Regions from separate parts of the Hordeum vulgare genome. Here region 1 is linked to region 2. Evidence: chromatin contacts called from public Hi-C data. All regions are on one chromosome and are shown on one strand. Each heading gives the region's core, a stretch centred on a gene start, on an enhancer-like site or on the middle of the called end of the contact. The rest is flanking DNA. Distances are from core to core; before and after follow the strand shown. Region 1 holds the start of LOC123412065. Region 2 holds the start of LOC123440296 (protein BONZAI 3-like).

What was found. A called contact is a pair of places that touch in the nucleus more often than the background predicts.
Region 1: a Hi-C map of seedling shows a contact between it and region 2, with 5 times the contacts expected there. The contact joins the promoter of LOC123412065 here to the promoter of LOC123440296 in region 2. A contact is called at or near these places in 3 of 6 Hi-C or Micro-C datasets (leaf and seedling) and 1 of 1 datasets of contacts at active chromatin or transcription factors (embryo).

Annotation. Positions count from the first base shown.
Region 1 is chr1H:398,357,204-398,361,089 of MorexV3_pseudomolecules_assembly, reverse strand. It overlaps LOC123412065, which reads right to left and starts at 2,198. Exons shown (of 1, transcript XM_045105021.1): 1 at 1,543-2,198. The coding sequence starts at 1,953. The coding sequence ends at 1,804.
Region 2 is chr1H:398,182,627-398,186,144 of MorexV3_pseudomolecules_assembly, reverse strand. It overlaps LOC123440296 (protein BONZAI 3-like), which reads left to right and starts at 1,885. Exons shown (of 16, transcript XM_045116882.1): 1 at 1,885-2,190. The coding sequence starts at 2,029.

The DNA of each region.
Region 1 (3,886 bases), core at 949-3,448, 170 kb before region 2:
GGTTGGAATGCCGTAAACTTTTGGTTCTCTCATGTAATTTGTGTGTCGTGCTAGAAGATGTGTCTGTACCTGGCTTGACTTTGCTTCATTAATAAAGTGGAGCAGGGGAAACACCTATTATTTAAAAAAAAGAAAAAAATAGAAAAAAAAAGTAGAAGAATAAAAAAAATGAAAAATGGTTCAGGAACCTCCTAAAAGATTTCTGAAACCGAAAAAACCTGGCCGGGAACACCAAGAAGTTTCCTAAAATCGAAATCGCTGAAACGTCTTAACGGGCTGGCCCATCCGAATGCTCGTCGATTTTTTCCTGTGTGTCGCAGCTACAACTTGCCGCAATTAGCGGCAAATAGGAATTTTCTGCCTCCAGTCGTCGAGTCAAAACATTGATTTTGGTCCGAGCGCACAGGTTCAAGCGGCGGTTGCGTCGTCACCGCAGAAGCTGCCAAAATCTTCCATCTGCGTGTGGCCATCCAACTGCGCAACGAGCCATTTGCAGTTGCAGGCGATGACAATATTCTCACCTTGATCTTCAAGTCCCCCTTATCTAAGTTATCTTGCGTCGCAGTGAGCGAGCGGTGCGAGCTGGTATCAGCTTAGAGCGTTCTCTCCTACTCCTATATTGCACCTTCTTTTGTTCTCAGAAGCGGTCCTAGGTTTCGTCTGACGCACCACTTCAAAAAGTTTACAGGATTAGTTCATCTCATGGCATTGACAAATGACAACCCTGGGGTTTTCATTTCCGTCCTCACTTTCAGTAGAAAGTGACGTCAAGCCAGCCCTATCTGAATGGAATAGTTTCCAAGAAGAAGTTTCAGTGCAAGAATTCAGATAGAACTGAAGAGATCGTTGCGGCCAGTGAGATCTAGATGACTCAGCAGATGTTCATGGATCTCCAATAAACTAGTTATCTAACTAAGGTTCCTGAATTTGTAGAGTGCAGACATTCAGGCGAATTATACACAAGGGCAAAAATTCAGAAGGAGGTGACTTTCTGCAGGTATATAGGTCCTTCTGGAGACTGGAGAGTTTACAGAGGTGTACTCGAGTCTGAGATTCTGCCAGGGGAAAGAGCCTATTAGTAGACAAACAAAGATAGATAGGCATGAACCGCAAAGCAATACCTACCGGCCTGATGCGGCTTAAGATGCAGTCACAATTATCTAACTGATAAATAGAAAATCAAACAGTTGAATGATGGTCTTCTTCAGACTGCCTGGTAGAATTTTCAGATCTGCCAACAAGTGTAGAATCTTTGGTCTAGTCTTGAACTATTTTGTAGCCATGTTTCTGGTTAGTGCTTTCCTACAGGAACTTGCACTAAGACGTGCATCCTCCTGGAGTCACTACACAACCACTTGATCACCAGAAAAATATCACTGAACTTTTCTGTTATTTAATTGCACCCTGGCTGTGCTAACAGATAGTCAATCTTCTGGGATTTTATGTTACGATCATATAAAAGAATCTGAAAGAAAAATAAAAAAAGAAAAAGAAAAAGAAAAAAGAAACAGAGGAGAGAAGTAGAGAAGGGAACAGGACAAGTGAAAGCAACATAACAAGTTTGATGATATCTATTCCCCCAGATGTATCAGTTCAGGCCACAGATGGAGATGGACAGCCTAATACTATACCGATAAAAAACATGGCTTACAGTTTCGACGAGTCCTACAATTCAGTAGTACAGTAGAAATTATTTCTGAACCGGAGAAAACCAGGAGCCATTGCCTGGCCTGCTCCCTCCCATGAACAAAGAAGCTTTCTCCCAGCAAACCAGCGATCCGCGGGGACTCCTCAGCCTCTGCCTCAGCAGCATGGGTAGATGGTGACAGATCGCCGCTTCGGTGGGGTGCAGAGGAGCATGAACACCAACGCGATGACGGCCGCGACGAGGAGCCCCAGGAAGCTGAAGCCCGCCTCCTCCTCCGACTCGCTGCTGCAGCACATCTTCCCCATGCTGCCCGGTGCTTAGCTAGCTATGCTGGAGATCAATGGTGGTCAGACCAAGAGAGGCTCGCTTCCTAGCAGTGGCGTGTTTCTTTCTTTCTTTCTTATACCACGGCCATGATCTTGGCTTTAAGGCGCCGTGGTGTGGCCAGTTTGTTGGGGCGTCGCTATCAGGTCTTCACTCATGCCACCCTCCTGTGCTCTCCTTCCATCTCTGAAGACAGCTCAGCCTATGCTCGCACCCACCAAGGCCACTAACACCGGCCTGGGATGGAACCGTTAGGCTGATCGATGATCAACTGCCCAGATGTTGAGATATATATCTGGTAAACAGATCTGACCTTTCTTTTATGCCTGCCTTTCAGCATGGAATGTTAGATGGCTAGCTGTTCAACTTTACGCCGTCGCGGTCTCTCGCTGGCGATCTCGTAGATGCGGTCATTCGACGGCGATTCGGATGAAAACTACAGGAACAACAATACCTGATGGTGATGTGTCTACATGTATGAAAACTACATGACCAGTGAACTGGTATGCTGATATCGTCCAGGTGAAACTGAAACAGTTGATGCTACCTGTCCCCATGTCCGCTGGCCATGTGATGGCGAGGGAGAGAAGGTAGCATGCATGCATACTCTCGCCTCTCGGTATGAATGTGGAACACGTCAATCTATTTGAGGGGTAGAGATTTGGTGGTGCATGTTGCGTGTCGGTGGTGACTTGGCTTTCTCGGAGTTGGGGAAGAACTGAAGAAGGACGGAGCAAGTGCCATGTGCGATGTTGCATTACAGCGTCGCCTAACACTAGAAGACAAGCGAGCCTCAAGTTTCTTCCTAGACAGGATTGCTTCCTGGCTCAGCTAAGCGGAGTCCCACCTCAGCCGGGCACGGTTTTATTATTAGAAAACAATAGCGCGCTATATAACGGGACATGGAGTTTCTGTAAAAAAAATCAAAAAAAAATTCAACAAATTCCGATTCCTTTTTTATAAACAACATTGACAAAAGTTCTATGTGAATGCAAAAAATTTGGCTTGAAAAAACATTCCTATAAGACGTGACAAAAAAAAACCAAAATAGATACTCTGAAAGTGCGCATATTCAAAGTATTGATTTTGTTTGTTTTGTCACGCCTTATAGAAATGTTACTTCGGGCCAAATTTTTGCATGCACTTAGACCTTTTGTCAATGTTATTTGCAAAAAAAAATTAGAATATGTTAAATGTATTTGTTTTTTATTTTACTGTTCATCGAGTCCATTTAAGCTCCGGAGCAGAAGGGCACTTTCCGCTATAACGCTGCTACTAGCACGATATAAAGGCTAGAAAACTGGCTCACTGAATTGATGCGTGCAATGTCTCGTTAATAACACGTTATAGCGCACTATAGTACACTAATAACACATTTTTAAGGGTCACGCTATTTTATATAACTTGTTATTTTTAAAAATTCATTTTAAACTGGATGCAGATAAGCCTGGGAATCAAAACGCTGCACTCACTATTTTTATCCTTGTTTATTAATTATCAAGAGATTGGCGTTGTTTTGGGTGGTTTCTATCTTCAACAAAATGCTAAATATGATGTTCTGGTTTTTCATTTTAAGTTTTGATGATCTACAAATAAAATAAAATATATGCATGTAGGTATCGGACAATCACCAAGAATCACGAAAGCACCCTTCAGTGTTCGGACTTAGATGAACCCGGTGAACGATATCACAATTAAAAATAGATAAATAATCAAGAAAATCCTATTTTGTTGCAAGAAAGATGTGTATGTGTGTGATATTCGTGCAAAATTTGGTGATATTTGGACATTCGAGTAGCGCACGGCAAAAAAGACAAATCCAGGCATGAATAATACTGTTTTTCAAATGTCTCTCAAACCTGAATTTGTTTTTTTTCCACGAGTTCCTCGAATGTTCAAACTTCTTCAGATTTG
Region 2 (3,518 bases), core at 636-3,135:
CGGAACGAGTAAAGAGACTTGCCGGTAAACGAGATTGAAATAGGTATGCGGATACTAACGATCGAATCTCGGGCAAGTAACATACCGAAGGACAAAGGGAATGACATACGGGACTATATGAATCCTTGGCACTGAGGTTCAAACAATAAGATCTTTGTAGAATATGTAGGATCCAATATGGGCATCCAGGTCCCGCTATTGGATATTGACCGAGAAGTCTCTCGGGTCATGTCTACATAGTTCTCGAACCCGCAGGGTCTGCACACTTAAGGTTCGACGTTGTTTTATGCGTATTTGAGTTATATGGTTGGTTACCGAATGTTGTTCGGAGTCCCGGATGAGATCACGGACGTCACGAGGGTTTCCGGAATGGTCCGGAAACGAAGATTGATATATAGGATGACCTCATTTGATTACCGGAAGGTTTTCGGAGTTACCGGGAATGTACCGGGAATGACGAATGGGTTCCGGGAGTTCACCGGGGGGGCAAGCAACCCACCCCGGGGAAGCCCATAGGCCTTGAGGGTGGCGCACCAGCCCTTAGTGGGCTGGTGGGACAGCCCAAAAGGGGCCCTATGCGCATTGGAAGAAAAATCAAAGAGAAAGAAAAAAAAAAGGAGGTGGGAAGGGAAGGAAGGACTCCCACCCACCAAACCAAGTCCAACTCGGTTTGGGGGGGAGACCTTCCCCCTTGGCTCGGACGACCCCCTTGGGGCTCCTTGAGCCCCAAGGCAAGGCCCCCCCTCTCCCACCTATATATACGGAGGTTTTAGGGCTGATTTGAGACGACTTTTCCACGGCAGCCCGACCACATACCTCCACGGTTTTTCCTCTAGATCGCGTTTCTGCGGAGCTCGGGCGGAGCCCTGCTGAGACGAGATCATCACCAACCTCCGGAGCGCCGTCACGCTGCCGGAGAACTCTTCTACCTCTCCGTCTCTCTTGCTGGATCAAGAAGGCCGAGATCATCGTCGAGCTGTACGTGTGCTGAACGTGGAGGTGCCGTCCGTTCGGTACTAGATCGTGGGACTGATCGCGGGATTGTTCGCGGGGCGGATCGAGGGACGTGAGGACGTTCCACTACATCAACCGCGTTCACTAACGTTTCTGCTGTACGATCTACAAGGGTACGTAGATCACTCATCCCCTCTCGTAGATGGACATCATCATGATAGGTCTTCGTGCGCGTAGGAAATTTTTTGTTTCCCATGCGACGTTCCCCAACAGCTCAGCCGCCCGTGGAGGTGGGGAGGTGCTCGATGAGGACCGACACTTAGGATAACGATAGAGAAGGGGCTGGGGAAAGAAGATGTATATGACATGTGGGGATACGGATGTCACTGAGCGTAGATCGCAATCCGGGCTGGGATGGATTTTACCCCGACACACCAAACAGGTCCAAGGTTAAAATTTACCAGAATCAATGAGTAGAGGACGTGTATTTCGAGGTTGAGGTTTGATTACAACAAGCTATACAAATTCAAGGTTTAAAACAAACTTCACTCTTCATTGGTTAGAAGAAGAAAAAAAGGCCATCCGTAATGCGGGATAATGCCCGCGGCCCTAATGTGCTCGAGTCGCTTCATCTGATCAATCGATCAGCTCTCCCGTTATCCGGAACCGCGTATGAGGCCCCTTCTGTTCCACGAAGTATCCCGGCGATCTCAGATTTGATTCTCAGCATTTTCCCGTGCACCGCGCTGCCGCGTGCCGAAGAACAGGGCCTTTTTTTCCTTTTGGAAAACCATCAGGCAACTAACGGCAGCTCTTGGTTTCCAAAAATGGAACATGGCAAGGCACAGACGCGTGGGCCTCTTCTTCGACCAAAACATCGTGCCCGTCTCGACTCTCGACTCTTGTGCGCGTAAAAACGCCTACAAATATTGTTTTCTAGAGACAGGATTTGCGAACGAACGCGCTCTCCCTCCCTCTCTCTCTGTCTCTCCGCCCCCTCAGCTCTCAAACAAGTCCACTCGTTTCAAAGTTCAAACTCAAACTCCTCCGGCCGCTCCAGGTCCGAGATCGGGGATGGGGGGCTGCTTCTCCGGCGACGTGCGCGGCGGCATGGAGGCCGTCGGAGGCGGCGGCAGCGTGGGCGCGCCGTCCCGCGGGCCGCCGGCGGCGGGGGCCAACGAGGCCGTCGACCACTTCTTCCAGGGCCAGGCGCTGCGCCTCTACACCCCTCTCGAGGTACGCTCGCTCCCCTCCCCTCCCCTCCCCTCCACGGGAAACCCTAGTGCCCAGTCCAGCGCTGCTCGCTGGTCGCGGAGACTTTCCCAGAACGGCATGGTTCGCGGATTCGTGGTCACGGTTGGAGGCGGGGGGTTTTTTGGATGGGGAAGAAGGAATTCGGGGGTCGTCGCGAATCGCGATCGGTTCCGGCGGCTGGAATCTGGTGGGCTCTCGCTGTCAAGCGAGGCGGGTTTCGGGTGTCCCGTCATTTATTTGTTTATTTGAGTAAATGCGCTCCGCTGTCACAACGTGCAGATGCTTCGATGTTTCCCACCAAACCCATCGGCATTGCAATTGTCGCTTTGACTTTGGTCTGGATAGTACCACTTTTTATCTGCACGCGCACAACTTAGGGGTATTTTACTCGAGAGTTTGGGTTTGAAGCGGGTTTTGTGAAATGCCGGCGCTCGTCTCTGAATTTGGGTCTTGGGTTGTTTTAGTTAGGGATAATATGTGGATTGCGTATTTAGGTTTTGGTGCGTTTTTTGTCCGCTGGTCTGCGTCCACGAAGATTGCTCAGTACTATCATGTGACGTGTCCTTTACTCTTACGAGTATATATGAGTTCTCATAGAAGTGCTTGGGAAATTCGTCTCTGTCAGAGTCAACTCGGATGTGCGGCGCTAGCGCACCTCCAGCACTGTTCCCTCCGTTTTGAATTTTTTTTCTTTTTTTTTTTGCTTCAAATGCATGCGTGTTCATTTACAAAATGGCATACGAGTTCTAGGTGACCTGTTCGTGCACAAATAAGATCCTGAAGAAAGTGACGAAGTAATGTTTTTCAGTTTCCGCATGCGGTTCCTCAGTTGCTGATCGCATAGAATTTGATGGACCGGTCTCTGGAAAACATTTTTTTAATATTGATTAACATTTTGACGCTGGAGTATTTTCTGGAAGTGGATCAGAAATGGTCAAAGATATTTTAGGTTGGAGTGGGTGGTGGACATCAATCGTTTGCTTTAAAAATGGAACCATCTCGTGTAGAGACTAGTGAGTCGCACTAACGTTCACACACTGGACGATGAACTTTATGTCCTATACTACCAAACAATTTATTTTGTTTTATTCTGGACTAGGTTCCTATAATCCTTCCCAGATCCCACCTTGTGTGGGAGCTTCTGTGCACTGGGTCTGTCCTTTTTATTATGATTTACTCGACCCCTTTCAATTAAAAAATGTTGTTCAGACAATATAATTCTATGTCTTCAGATTCACAAGGATCGATGTGCTTGCAGTGAGTTGTGCGACACCTATGTATCATGATTTATGATGATTTGTGACAATGGG